Regions from separate parts of the Mus musculus genome. Here region 2 is linked to region 1. Evidence: chromatin contacts called from public promoter capture Hi-C data. All regions are on one chromosome and are shown on one strand. Each heading gives the region's core, a stretch centred on a gene start, on an enhancer-like site or on the middle of the called end of the contact. The rest is flanking DNA. Distances are from core to core; before and after follow the strand shown. Region 1 overlaps Mtss1 (MTSS I-BAR domain containing 1). Region 2 overlaps Gm36617 (a long non-coding RNA gene).

Evidence for each region. Capture Hi-C pulls out chosen DNA fragments and counts their contacts.
Region 2: a contact with region 1 is called in a promoter capture Hi-C map of adipose tissue. The contact joins two enhancer-like sites. A contact is called at or near these places in 3 of 15 datasets of contacts at CTCF or cohesin (the NIH/3T3 cell line and large pre-B cells), 3 of 484 Hi-C or Micro-C datasets (the 3T3-L1 cell line, bone marrow-derived macrophages and hematopoietic stem and progenitor cells), 8 of 115 datasets of contacts at active chromatin or transcription factors (cardiomyocytes, double positive thymocytes, embryonic basal ganglia and 5 more) and 4 of 9 other capture datasets (adipose tissue, embryonic stem cells, liver and 1 more).

The regions. Positions count from the first base shown.
Region 1 is chr15:58,972,328-58,978,273 of GRCm38.p6, reverse strand. It overlaps Mtss1 (MTSS I-BAR domain containing 1), which reads left to right. Exons shown (of 15, transcript NM_144800.2): 4 at 5,714-5,798. Among named protein-coding and RNA genes, the nearest start is that of Gm41330, 19 kb to the left of the region's middle. Within about 2 kb of position 3,708, at least 91 of the 459 cell types and tissues checked have an H3K27ac peak or open chromatin away from gene starts, as enhancers often do. A contact at or near this core is called in adipose tissue and hematopoietic stem and progenitor cells, where this site is marked.
Region 2 is chr15:59,246,797-59,253,522 of GRCm38.p6, reverse strand. All of the region lies in intron 1 of Gm36617 (a long non-coding RNA gene), which reads right to left. Among named protein-coding and RNA genes, the nearest start is that of Gm36617, 4.0 kb to the right of the region's middle. Within about 2 kb of position 4,447, at least 22 of the 459 cell types and tissues checked have an H3K27ac peak or open chromatin away from gene starts, as enhancers often do. A contact at or near this core is called in adipose tissue and hematopoietic stem and progenitor cells, where this site is marked.

The DNA.
Region 1 (5,946 bases), core at 2,459-4,958:
TCTATAAAATACACTATTGCCACCTTTTGTGCACTTGAGGCTTTGCTAGTGTGTCTCAGCTTCTCCCACCTGAGTTGCAAGCCCAACAAAGAGTCCCCAAACTCCCAAACCTGTATGTGCCAGTTGTACGACTGTTGTTCAGTAGCTGGCATGCAAGATACAGAAGTCTTGGGAGGATGGTGTAAAGATCAAGATTTGCTTCTTCGACAAGATAAGTGGAGTGTTCAGAAAGATATGATTAGATCAAGTTCCTTTCGGAAACATTTGCCATCAAAGTATGCATGAGGTAATACTTGAAGGGGGATGAGTGGTCCGAGGGCACAGCTCAGCAGCAGAGAGCTTAAAAAGCATACATGAGGGCCAGGGGTTCTATTACACACACACACACACACACACACACACACACACACACACACACACACACACACACAGGGGAGAGGCACAGAAAAGGTGTAAAAGTTTACATTACTCCAGATGTTTTGTAAGAAACACAAATTAGAAGTTATAGCTGATATTAGGGTGTGAGAGAGTCTGAATAACATTGAAACACCAGTAGTCAGCATACTGCCTTAAAGAATACAGCTGTCAGCATTTGAATGGAAACAAGTCAGACCCTTGTGGATGCCATCCCACCTAGTGGGAGGGAGGGGCTCTGAAGCGCATCATCCTTCTGTAGTGAGTCTCTTCTGACTTAGATCCTGCCCACCATGGACTCCTGTGTCCCTTTCATGATTGTTCGGTCTTTCCCCGTATTTTGTTCTGCATTACATCAGCAGTAGAGAATGCCGGCCATGTGCTTTTAAGTCCGTGTTTCTTTAATGACAAGTGGATCGTTTGCTTCATTGCAGGATGCGCGTTACCTTGCTTCCGTTCTTTTGCTGGCTTACTGGCTTCCATGGCTTTGGTGGTGACAGATTATGGGATGGACACTTCAGGCTGTCTAGGGGGAGGCGGGCGAGTACACCTATCATCTCATGGAGAGACCCAGGGCTTGGTGAAACATCCCCTTAATGCTCAGAGCATAAGAGTGAGCATTTAGAAGAGTGACCGTTTAGAACTGGGAATGCTTACGTACACATGAAAAGCCCTGAGCGATTCCCAGACTGATGGGGTCCCAACATTTGTGAAGTGGATGCAAGATTAGGAGTTCAAGGTCACCCTTGATTACTTAGCAAGCTTGAGTCTAGCCTAGGCTACAAAAGATGATGTTTTAAAAGAAAAGATGGGTGGGAGACTGCTCTGAGCTGTAAACAATAATCCTGTCCAGAGGAGAGAGATTGTGCCCTGCAGAGCTGCCCTGTGCCGAGTCCCGCTTCTGGGAGGTTCCTGAGACTATCATTCTCCCGTCCAGCAGGCTCCTAATTAGCCTTCCAACCGCAGGAGCCTCTGGCAGGACAGCCACAACACACAGTAACTTACACTTTGGCCAGAGCACTTCCTAATTCTATTCCTCAGCTCTTCCCAGAATCCAGCCTGACAAACCCGCTTTCAGTCTGTGCCTGCCACCTGCCCACACTGCAGGCCCAGGCCTCCTGCCCATACAGCCCCTGCTGTGCTGGGGGATGGAGCCGCCTGCAAATGAGGCAGCTTGGAGGGATGCGACAATGCCACTTGATAGACAGCCACCTTCCTAGTGGCCTTAGCCACGTGGGCTACTGTTTAGAGGAAGGAACAGTGGTTCCTGGCCTTTGCCCTCCGGGCTTCCTTCCCACCCTCTGAGAAGAAGTCATAAACAATTTGTATTCTGTCCGTGATGCTAAATGCCCCTCTTTGTCCTCAGTGGGGATGTTTGCCACTTGTCATAGCCGGAAGAAGTCTCCTGATAATCAGTCAAACAAAGAAGGGTTTGGGTCTCTGTTCTGTTCGGCTGCTGTGTGGCTTATTAGCAAGCCCAGCTGAGGTGCATTGAAGGTGCCTTCATCCTAGGGTTGCTCTGTGTGTGTGTGTGTGTGTGTGTGAGAGAGAGAGAGAGAGAGAGAGAGAGAGAGAGAGAGAGAGAGAGAATTTGAGTTTAAGTTCGTATGTGTGAGTGTGTGCCTTGGTCTGTTGTGGGTGTGGTGGCACTGCTTTTAATCCCCTCTAAGGATAAGGAGCTCATTGGTCAGCCTCCTGGTTCAGTGAAAGACCTTATGTCAAAAAATTAAAAAAAAATAATACAGAAAACAAATTGAGAAAGATGCAAGTCTCTTGTGTTCACACACGTATCCCTAAGGAATAAAGCAAACAAACAAACAAACAACCCAAATGAATTGTTGGTCCAGCCTCCAAATAACAAATATTCCCTCATTCAAGAAGTAAGGTCTTGTCCACCCTTGCAGGGTGGCCAGGTGTCTAAACCAGCCATGTGTAATGCCATAAATCCTCCCATTGTCAGGTTGGCCCTCTTCCAGATGTCTCCTCTGACTCTGTAGCTCCAGCCAGTTTCCTCCAATTCAAACCTGCTGAGGTCAGGAAAGCATCAGCTGTTGCTAAGCACTTAACAGAAAGGTCTGTTTTTAGGGTGACCCACACATGCCAGTATCAGCAACACTGGGTTATGGGGTCCATAGGGAATGTCCTCTGCCTCCTGCCCCTGTGCCAGTTACACAGATACTGCTGGTAGGAAGTTTTCTTAATGTCTTTTCATTTCCTGGCCTCTCTGTGGCTCCCTGTGCTGAGGCACAGTGGTGGGCACAGGCGTTACGTTCAGAAACTGCATGGAATCGGCCCATAGCTTGATTGCTTCTGTTAGGCACTGAAATAGTAGGACAGAAAAGATGGAAAAATGGAGCGCAGGGCCTGGCTGTCAGCACGGTCCTTTCCAACCCCTCATCTCTCCTCAAGGACACGGAAGTGGCAGTGGCGGTTGGCCCTGAGGAAGAGAGTCACACCACCTGGCTCTCTGCACTCCCATTTAGCACCTCGTAGACTTCTAGACTCAAGAACCAAACTCTCAGAGCCGGCTGAACAAACACCACCCCCTACAGTAGCTGTTAGATGAGGACTTCGGGCGTCCTCTGGGCCCTGCCGTCTTTTTAGTTGTCGACTATCTGAAGTATCACATAGCTGACTACAGCTGAATGCACATACCCGGACGATTCCTCCTGCTTCAGTGGCATTAACTAATCCTGTAACCTTGGGCAGGTTGTTTAAAGTACTTACTTCTCCCGTCTCCGAAATGGGCACCGCAGTGTTGTCAACACAACTGAGAATATTGTGAGGACTGACTGATTTAATATGTGAAAAGTACTTAGACGCTCTAAGCAGCACCCAAGTGACACATAATTCTATTTTTAAATAGCTGTATCCTATTCGGTTGGGTGTCTGTGCCCCACGGTTCATTTAACTAGATGATTATAATGGGATTTGTGAGGTGGTAAACATTTCCATCATTGTCCTCCCAGGTAAGGATTCGCCGTTTTTCTTCATTATTTCCTCAGATTAAGTTCTTAGTATATGAGTTGCTGGGTCCAGGAGAGGATGCTATTTTTAGGGCCTTTCTTGATAGCTGCTGATTTCCCCCCAGGAAAGCCTTAGTCTGCCTTCCTTGCAGCGGGGAATAAGCGGGCCAATATCCTGTGTAGTCACGTTATTAACTTTTAATCAAATGAAGGAGCAGGGAAAAGAGATCTTTTCCTGGGGGATAAAGCGGTCCTCATTCCTCACCTTTGTTCACAAGGAATAAAAAAAAAAAAAAAAAAAACACGCTAAAAACAGGCAGATAGGAAGACAGCTGGAGTATGTGAGAATAGCGCCCTCTCGTGGTAATCCCTGGGAAGGCACAAACACTTTGTAGAATGCCAGGTGGTTTTGTTTGTTTGTTTGTATTTTTGTCTGTTTTTTTTTTTTCCCCGGGGGTGCGGTAGGGTGGAGTGGGGATGGGTGACGGGTTGAATGTATCTGACACTGGACTTGAACTTGCTATATAGTTGAAGAAGACTGAATTTTTGACTCTCTAGCATCTATCTCTTGAGTGTGAGGAGTATAGGTGTGTGCTACTATGGTCGTTTCATGGCGCCCAAATGTGTCATAACATGCTAGGCAAGCACTTTCCTGACCGGCCTCCATCCTCAGCAACCCAAGGCACTAGTTAGATGTCAGACCAGCCTTGGGTTCACATTTGGGTTTTTTGCTGCAGCTTTTACAGCAACGGTTAGCAGGGAAGTGTAACTTTTATTCTTCTGGGAAAATCTGGAGGTAATTTTCAGTACTCAAGTCTGAGTATTGGATGGGGGTCCTGCTACTGACTCTGTGTGGGCCCAGACCTACATGTTGTTGACTGAATGGACTGGGTGAGCTCCCTGAAAATGTAGCCTCGTGTGTGTGTGTGTGTGTGTGTGTGTGTGTGAACAGTGTCTCACTATGTCTTCCTGGCAAGTCCAGAGCTTGCTGTGTAGACCAGGCTGGCCTGCAGCTCACAGGATCTGCTGCCCTCTGCCTCCAAAGTGGAAATGCTACCCATTCATTCATTCATTCATTCATTCAGATTTGGTTAGCCCCAGCTGGCTTTGAACTCACAGTGGCTGTGGTGGCTTTGAACCCCTTGCCTCTGCCTCCCGGGCTCTTTGAGTGAATGACTTGTGCCGCCGTGCTCAGCCGAACTATTACTACTTAGTAGTCACTACTTTACCGTCATTTGCTTGTCATGAGCTCAGAGCTTGCAGAATAAAATGGAAACCGAGGGGGGCTGAACCAACAGACAAACATTTCTGTAGAGAAGATAGAACAACATGTAGCATGTGTCATGTCATGGGTGTACACATATAATGTCATGGATTTTCATAAGAGTGGTTTCCCCTCCCTGGTGATTTGGTTAATTGTGTCTTAAGTTCCTGTGGCTTTCTCTTGCTGCCCAGAGAATAGTGTTTTATTTGACACTTACCCAGTTTCACAAGCTTTGCATGTGTGTTTTCCTAACATCATTGACTGTGCCTTCCAGGGTCCTTATGCAATTCTGATCTGAGGTTACAATCCATTCTCCACACATCCCAATAGATTCTGATTCAAGAATTTTTCCAGAAGTGGGGAGGGACAGAAGGCCTTAAAAACTAATCTGGGGAAGGGTGCGGTGCGCCCGAAGGGAAGGCATGCAGAGAATCTTGGGAAAATCAAAACATGCCTTAGCTCCCTCCCACACGTGTGGAACTCTAAGATCTAGGTCACCAGTGTCCAATGAGAAAATATACCATGACTTTATATTACCCTAGAATTGCACGGACCCTGAAATAATGAACCACAGTGGTCCTTAGCTCTTCCAAAACAGCTTTGAGGGTCGTTTGGGCAGATGGGGTGGGATGGGGTCAGGGATTTTTGGTCATCTTTCATGAACAATAATTGTGAGTGTGTGCGTGCATGTGTGCGTTAGACAAAATCTCCAGGAGTCCTTTTCCTCCACCATGTGTTGAATTCAGGTCACTGGCCTTGATTTCTGACTCACAACCAAAAGTACAAAATGAACGGGGACTCTCAGAATAGGAAACATTACATAGGACTGTAGTACACACACCACGTGACATCGTGTGTTTGCATATGCACACATGTGCAATGGGAAGTTCTGAAGGCAGCATCTCAGGTTGGCGACGTCACGTGAGTGTGCTTGGTCTTGGACTCGTGTGTTTGCATATGCACACATGTGCAATGGGAAGTTCTGAAGGCAGCATCTTAGGTTGGTGGCGTCACGTGAGTGTGCTTGGTTTGGGACTCCTGCTGATCTGGGCCTCCTTTGCTTTGCCAGGTGGTACCCGGGAGATCGGCTCAGCTCTCACCAGAATGTGCATGCGGCACCGGAGCATCGAGGCCAAGCTGAGGCAGTTCTCCAGGTGACGAGCATCCCCTGCCCTGTCCCAGAGGGTTAGGTTAGGGACGCGGTGATGTGGCATGCTCCCCTTTACAGCACCAGTCTCCCAGTAGTGTTTAAGCCCTTACAACCCATTCTTTCCCCTGCTGTTCAGTCAGCTGCTGTGTGCT
Region 2 (6,726 bases), core at 3,198-5,697, 270 kb before region 1:
GTCAAGTTGAGGTCTTTAGAGAACTTTATTTCAAAAAAAGTCAAGAGTTGCAAACACTTGTTAGTAGAAGTTTTAAATGTCTTTGTGTTAAAAAAATATTCATGGAGATAATTCTGTGAGGTTCTTACACATGTAGCTAAGTAGTTTGTCTACATTTAGGTCCATTCACTGAATAAGCATCCCCCGAACTGTGGCATTGAAAGTGGAAGTTGTTATGCAGTTTGAGCCTGTGTAGGAACTCTCAGACTAAGAAGAAAGGCAAGCACGGAGAAAGGACTACAGGACTGTGGGATGTGATGTTTCCTCCCAAGCACCCATTCAGTCCTCTTGCTGCCTTGCGGCCCCTTCCTCCTCTATAACTGAGCCTTGTTGCCTCTGTGCCTTGGTGAAAGGACAATGATGCAGACAAATTAGAGGAAAGGGTCTTGAGCACCTTGTCAAAATCCTCTCCTCAAAGAGGTACGGGGTTTAGAAACCATGAGATAGAGTAAACCTTCACTCTCCTCTTCTGAAAACATAAAAAAGTCTTTAGGGATCAGATACCCTGAAGGGGAAATGGCAATAGGATATGTGAGACCCAGTGTGGGGTTCCTAACTGATGTAAAATGTAGAGTAGAAGCCGTGTATAGTCAGCACCCAGGGAGCTGGCTGGCCTCAGCAACCCCCTAACTCCTCATGGATCTTTGCATATTCTCCTACCAAACAATGATGGATAACTCCTCATGGATTTTTTTTTTTTTCAGAAAACCTGCATGGCACATCCTGGGACTGAGGGGCTGGGCTGGGCTGGACAGGGCAACCTCCTCCTTGCTGCCTGACAAGCTGTAGCAGAAGCAGGAGCAGGAAGCACGGGGATGGAAAAAGAAGGGGCCTTTCTTCCAGCCTTTGAGGGTGGAGGCTCAGAAATGTCTCAGAGAAGAGGTGACATTTGCACTGGGCTTCTGAAGATAAGCCACGACCACATAGCCTGTCTAATCCAGGAAGAAGAGCATGTTTCCTGGGGAAAAGGTAGTGAAGAGAGGGCGCCACCAAAATTAGTGGAATTAATGAGTAGAAGGTTGGCAGGTGACAGCTGTCTGTCTCTTAGAAACCATGATTCTTTTCCAGATAACCTGATTTGCATCTTCTCCTACCAAACAGAGATGGATAACAGGTCTGTCTGGCAAAGGAAAGGACCCAGCAGTGGAAGAGCTACAGTTTATGACTCCTTCAGGAACTATGCCCGGCCCATGCATTCTCAGCCCACTGCCTGCTTACAGAGAAGAGTGCCACTCAGGTGTCTTCAGCTGGTTAAATGGTATTATGGAACAGGTGCAAATCGGATTTGCCTACATTGATTTCCAACCTGAGTGGGTTAGGACTTAGCTGGGTGGTTAAGAAATAAATGCCTGAGAAGGGTAAAGAAGATAGGAAGAAAGCTCCCGCTGGTGTGACTGGGGCATGCCTCGCTGGTCAATCACAGGTGCTTGTGTGGTTATCTGTTGATCTACCTCCAACTCACACATCACACCTACCCCCACTTCTCTAAAGCTTCACCCAACCATCTACTCTAAGCCACCACCACATCGCCGCAGACCAAACACTCATACTAATGTTTGAATGCTTGAAGGCTCAACAATGTTACTTACACTCAAACGGAATCCATTAGTTGGTCCTCAGAATCCATCACCACCCATCACGGTGAAAGCTCTAATTTTTAGTTGGCTGCATAAATGCCCAGAAGAAAAGCACACATTTTCCAGAGTACCATATAACTAGTTGCATTTGGTCATGTGACTGAGAAGATAGTGAGACTTTTTTTTTCTTTAATGAAACAATGTGTTTAATTAGGGTTACAACAAGGAATGTTAATGAGGGGTTATTTACAAGAACATGAGCAACTTACTAATGGCTACACCACTGAAGAAAATGTCTCTCCCTACATGAGCAACTTTTGACTCCAGCCCTAAAATGAAAGGGATGCAGAACCCACCCCCTACCTCGTCACTTCTTTTGGAACATCTCTTATACACAGCCTAATAAAAATAAGGGGGAAAAAAAAACAGTGAACAAACCATTAAGCACACAAGTAGAAATGATAATAAATGGAATATTTCCTGAGATAACGAGGGGAGGGGTGCCTTAGCTTATAACTCTGAATCTATATGGCTCCTTTGAGAAGGGAATACATGTACTGAGCCTGGTCAGATGGGACTTAGGGGAACATTATAGTTTTTTTTAAAAAGAGCATCTAAGAATCTTGACCTCTGATTAGACTTCATCAAGGCCGCCATGGGCAGAGTCCCCACCTCCCACCAGATTCTAGTGGGCTTTATGTTGACAGTCCTCAACTCCACTGGAGAGTGCAGCGCCCTAAGCCCACTGGGAACTGAGGTATGGGGTAGTAAGTGAAGTCTAGATGCCTCTTGAGAGAGGTGGGCCAAGAGCTATAAGAGGTCGCAGGACAACTGAGAATCTTTGTCTAAACCTGAGAAGCTGGATGTGTTAAGTCCCACGAGCAGATATGGGATTCGGAACCGGGGAAGCTGCTAGGCTTTGAAATGAGAGAAATTCAGGGGTGGGCTAGGAGAAGGGGAATCACATGTGCAAACTGACGCCCAGAGCTTTCTGACATTTACCGTGCCCAGGTTAGGTGCCCAGGCTACATTTACTGTGGCCTTGATCACACAGGCAGCTTAGGGGGTCTGCCCCCACCTCTTCGTGTGTGCTAGAGAAGCAAATGCGCATAATACGGAATCTCACCCAAGCCTCACACACCGAGGTCCTTGTGTGGACATTATCTCCATTTTACAAATGAAGGCTTCATCTGAGGCTCAGAGAGGGCAAAAGAGTTGTCCGAAGTCACAAGTAGGCAAAGCTGGCCTTGGGGGATAGATCCAAGCACCATCTAAGGTCACATGGAGGGAAAGGGGCACAGTGGGTCTGTTCAGAAAGCTACTTAGACAGGGTATCGCAAACCTTTGGCCTAGCAGCCAAAGACGGCGCACAGCAGGTTTGGGTTTGGCGACCTGACAAGAGGAGACTGTGCCGCCTTCAGGCAGGGACCACATTTTATCTCATTTATCACGAGGCCCCTGCTTATTCCTTCAATTAAGTCCTGCCGAGTACTAGAACTCGGGTGTCAATGGTGGCCTCATCCTAGAAAGGCCTTTCTTTAGCACCGGAAGCTGGCTGAGGACGGACATCCTCCTAACCTCACTGCCCACTCTGTGGCTAGTCCCGTACTGTGACAATGGGCCCAATAATTCAGGGAAATGGAGCCCAAGTACTCGTGTGGTCTAGTAAACTTCCAAGAAGTCTAAAATACGCAAGCCTTTCTCCTGTCTAAAAGCATATTACATGGAGGCAAGGGCCTTGTTCGGGAAGCAGGGACTGCATGCCCAGTCCAAGCACAGCAAGAAAAAGGTAAGTGGCCACCTCTCTCCCTGGGAGTTCATTAAGAGCAGGAAGCAGTTGGTGGTCTCCAGATGGGAACAGACAACAAAGCAGTTGGAACATGTTGAGGTACCTGGCAGCTGCACAAAGCTGGGGGAATTGTACGGGTCTAGGGTGTAGTGGTGCATGCTTGTAATCCCAGCTCTTGGAAGGCAGAAGTAGGAGGATTAGGGGTTCGAGGCCAGACTGAGTTAAATGCCAAAAGATGAAAGAAAGATCAGTATGAAGATTAGTCCTGATGTTCAAGCTACCTTTCAATCTCCTCTTCCTGTGTTTTATATTCTTGGGAGCAGTGTGGCAGCCAGGCTCTGGGCTTTTGCCTTCAGTCATATAGCCTGTCTCTCTGGTTTGGAATTAAATAGCCACTGCTGGGAATCCCAGGAGAAATTTGTAATTGTCCTTTGTAAAATGCTAGCTAGTCTCAGAATCCTTGGAGTTTCTTGAAGCACAGCTTACAGACCTGCCTTGCCTCCGAGATCAGTTAAAGGGACTTTGAGGTGTATGTCTATAAGTTGTCATGGGCAAAGGAAGTCACTTTCCTGAACTCAAAATAACCATCTGTGTGCTAACTTTGTCTTTAAGAGGAAAGCCATACCTTTTTGGTCAATTTAAGTGGCCATGGCAGTCTTAGAGAAAAGCAAGAATCAGATATTTTGTTTCTTAAATGTCTTGAGAATTTTTTAGCACAAAAACCGGGACATTGGAGTGGAGACGGGCTCACTTAGAAGAAAAGCGACTCCTCTCAAAAGATTAAGATGACAAATAGCAAAAGAAGGCACTCTAACCCTAAACCTCACCCCTCAAAAAGTCAATTGTGCTACCAAGAATGGGTGGGACTTATGACAATTCACGTCATTCAAACAATAACAGCCAATGAGACCTGACTCATTAGGGTCACAGCCTGCTGCCGCCTCGCCCCCCCCCCCCCCCCGCAGGTTCTGAGTTTACTGTTTTTCAATGCCTCAGCCATGCTCTCCTTCCCTGATCTGTTTTGAATTTCCTCTCCCCTAATGTGTATTTATGTCTCTCTGGTTACAAGCTGACAAGAACAGCCCCTAGCATATCTGCTTCCGCTCAGGCCCTGACGTCATTTACTTAATTTCCTCAAGTTTTCCTTTCCTTTCCATTAAACCAGATGGTCTTACGAAGGTGAAGGGGGTGGGGTTAGGGAGAGGTGGCAGCTTTGGATTTTAACTAACAAATCAATGAAATCGACCAACTAGCTGACTGCTCAAAAAAAATTGCTAATTAAAGAAAAGCTATTTAATTCTGAGTACATGGAGGAAGTTAAGCAAAGTTGAATGAATGTCCTTTCTTCCTTCCTTCCTTCCTTCCTTCCTTCCATTTACCCATCTCGTTAAGAGGCTGCTATGAATAGAGCTGTATGCCAGGCAATAAAAATCAAACTGAGAACAAGCTACTGACCTCTCTCTTGAGTAACTCACAGTTACTCTTGAGGAACTCACAGAAGGCCATGCATGTGTGTGTGTGTTTGTGTGTGTGTGTGCGTGCGTGCACATATACACACACCAAGATCTATCAGCCAGGAATTTACAGAAGTTGGCATTATCAAGTTCCGCTTCTCCTAGTGAGCAGTGTCTCACAGCTTTACAAAGGAGATGGGCATCTTGGGATGCAGCCCTAAGATGGAGTAGGAGGCCATGAATGGAAACTAGAAACCACCATAAATTCAGAATTCTAAAATGATCATTCCTTGTGTATGGGGCAAAGCTGAAGGAATCGTATGCAAAGCCCAAATAAAAAGACTGTGAGATCAGGAAAAAGGATTATCCTGGGAGAGGGTGGACCAGTGAGAGGAGCCAACCAAAGGTGACACAGGAATTTAGAGCAGGTGATATACCCTCTGTTGATCTTGAGGAAATCAACCCACCTCTGGGTGCTGAGGCCCTCAGTTCTACGACTGCAAGGAACTGAATTCTACCAAACAAATTGAAGAGGTACACAGCCCTCAGGTGCAAGCCACCCTGGCTTGACATAATGGTTTCAGGTTTCTAAGTCTGTGAGCCAAGACACTCAGGCCAGCTTTCAGCTTCAGGGACACATAAGTCTTGAGGTGGTGAGCAGCAAGCACCTTAGAATGTTGGTATCTTGACTGGTCTTGTAGCAGTCCAAAGCAAGAGAGAAAAAAAAGCCGGACATTGTATCTATTACCTGATGTGGCATTGATCATATCAGAGGCTATACCAACTTAATAACATTTAGACAACCTATAAGAAAACAAAATAGGAAATACTTTCTTCCAATATGTAGGGTGTGTTTCTGATGCTTTGAATCTGCCTGGGAACACTGAAGGTTCTGCTCCCCAGTTGGTTCTTGATCGATCAATAAAGACGCTAGCGGCTAATGGTTGGGTGGAATAGGTGTGACTTTCAGGTTCCCGCAGGCAGGCTAGCAGACTCAGGAGAGAAGAAAGGACTCACCAGGCTTTGGAGGGAGAAAGAGTCACCAGCCATGTGAGGTCTAGGGTGGGGTGGCCATTGGCCACTTCTCCGACTGGGCCTGGGATAGCAGGTGGAAGATCAGAAACACAACTAAGCTGAGGGCAGATTTAGGGTGCTGAGTTAGGACTAAAGTTAACTGAGCAACTTAAACTGAGGAAAGACTTAGAGATATTGAGATGGGAGTGAAAAGAAGAGCGTGACAGCCAAGGAAGGCTTAGAAAAGCCCGGCCACTGAGCTAAAATAAAGCATATAAAAAATGAGCTAATGTCTGTGTGTGTCTATTTCATCCGTGGATGCGAGGGAACCTGGGCCGGGGTGATGGTCCACCTGGAGCTTAAAGTGGGGTAGTAGGAACTACATGTTACGCCAATATGAAACATTTTGATATTTTAAAGTGCAACAAGAATATTTTTTGGCATTAAAGAAATAGGCCTAAACATTGTTTACAAGTCCTTTCAAGTGTGATTATGTGGTCCTTCCTGACACTGTCTCATTAAAAGAGTTGAAAAGGGGAAGGCGTGGGGATGATGGAGCTACATGGCTTGCTCTCATTTACAACCCAAGACAGTGTCTGCATCTGAGACACACTAGATGACTCTTGGTTGCTGATTCTTTTATCATGTGTACAATCACGAGCTGTGCACTTCAGGTCTACACCGGATCTTAACCTCAAGACTGAGAAGCGAGAGTGTTAAGCTCTGAGGGAGATAAACATCCTAGTATGAAACTGGTGTAAAGTTATGGGCAAAGTCACTCAGATTTATCAGCTACTCTGCTGCCTCCCAGGCACCCTGCTAAGCATTGTTGTATTCATTTACAGGTGAGAAA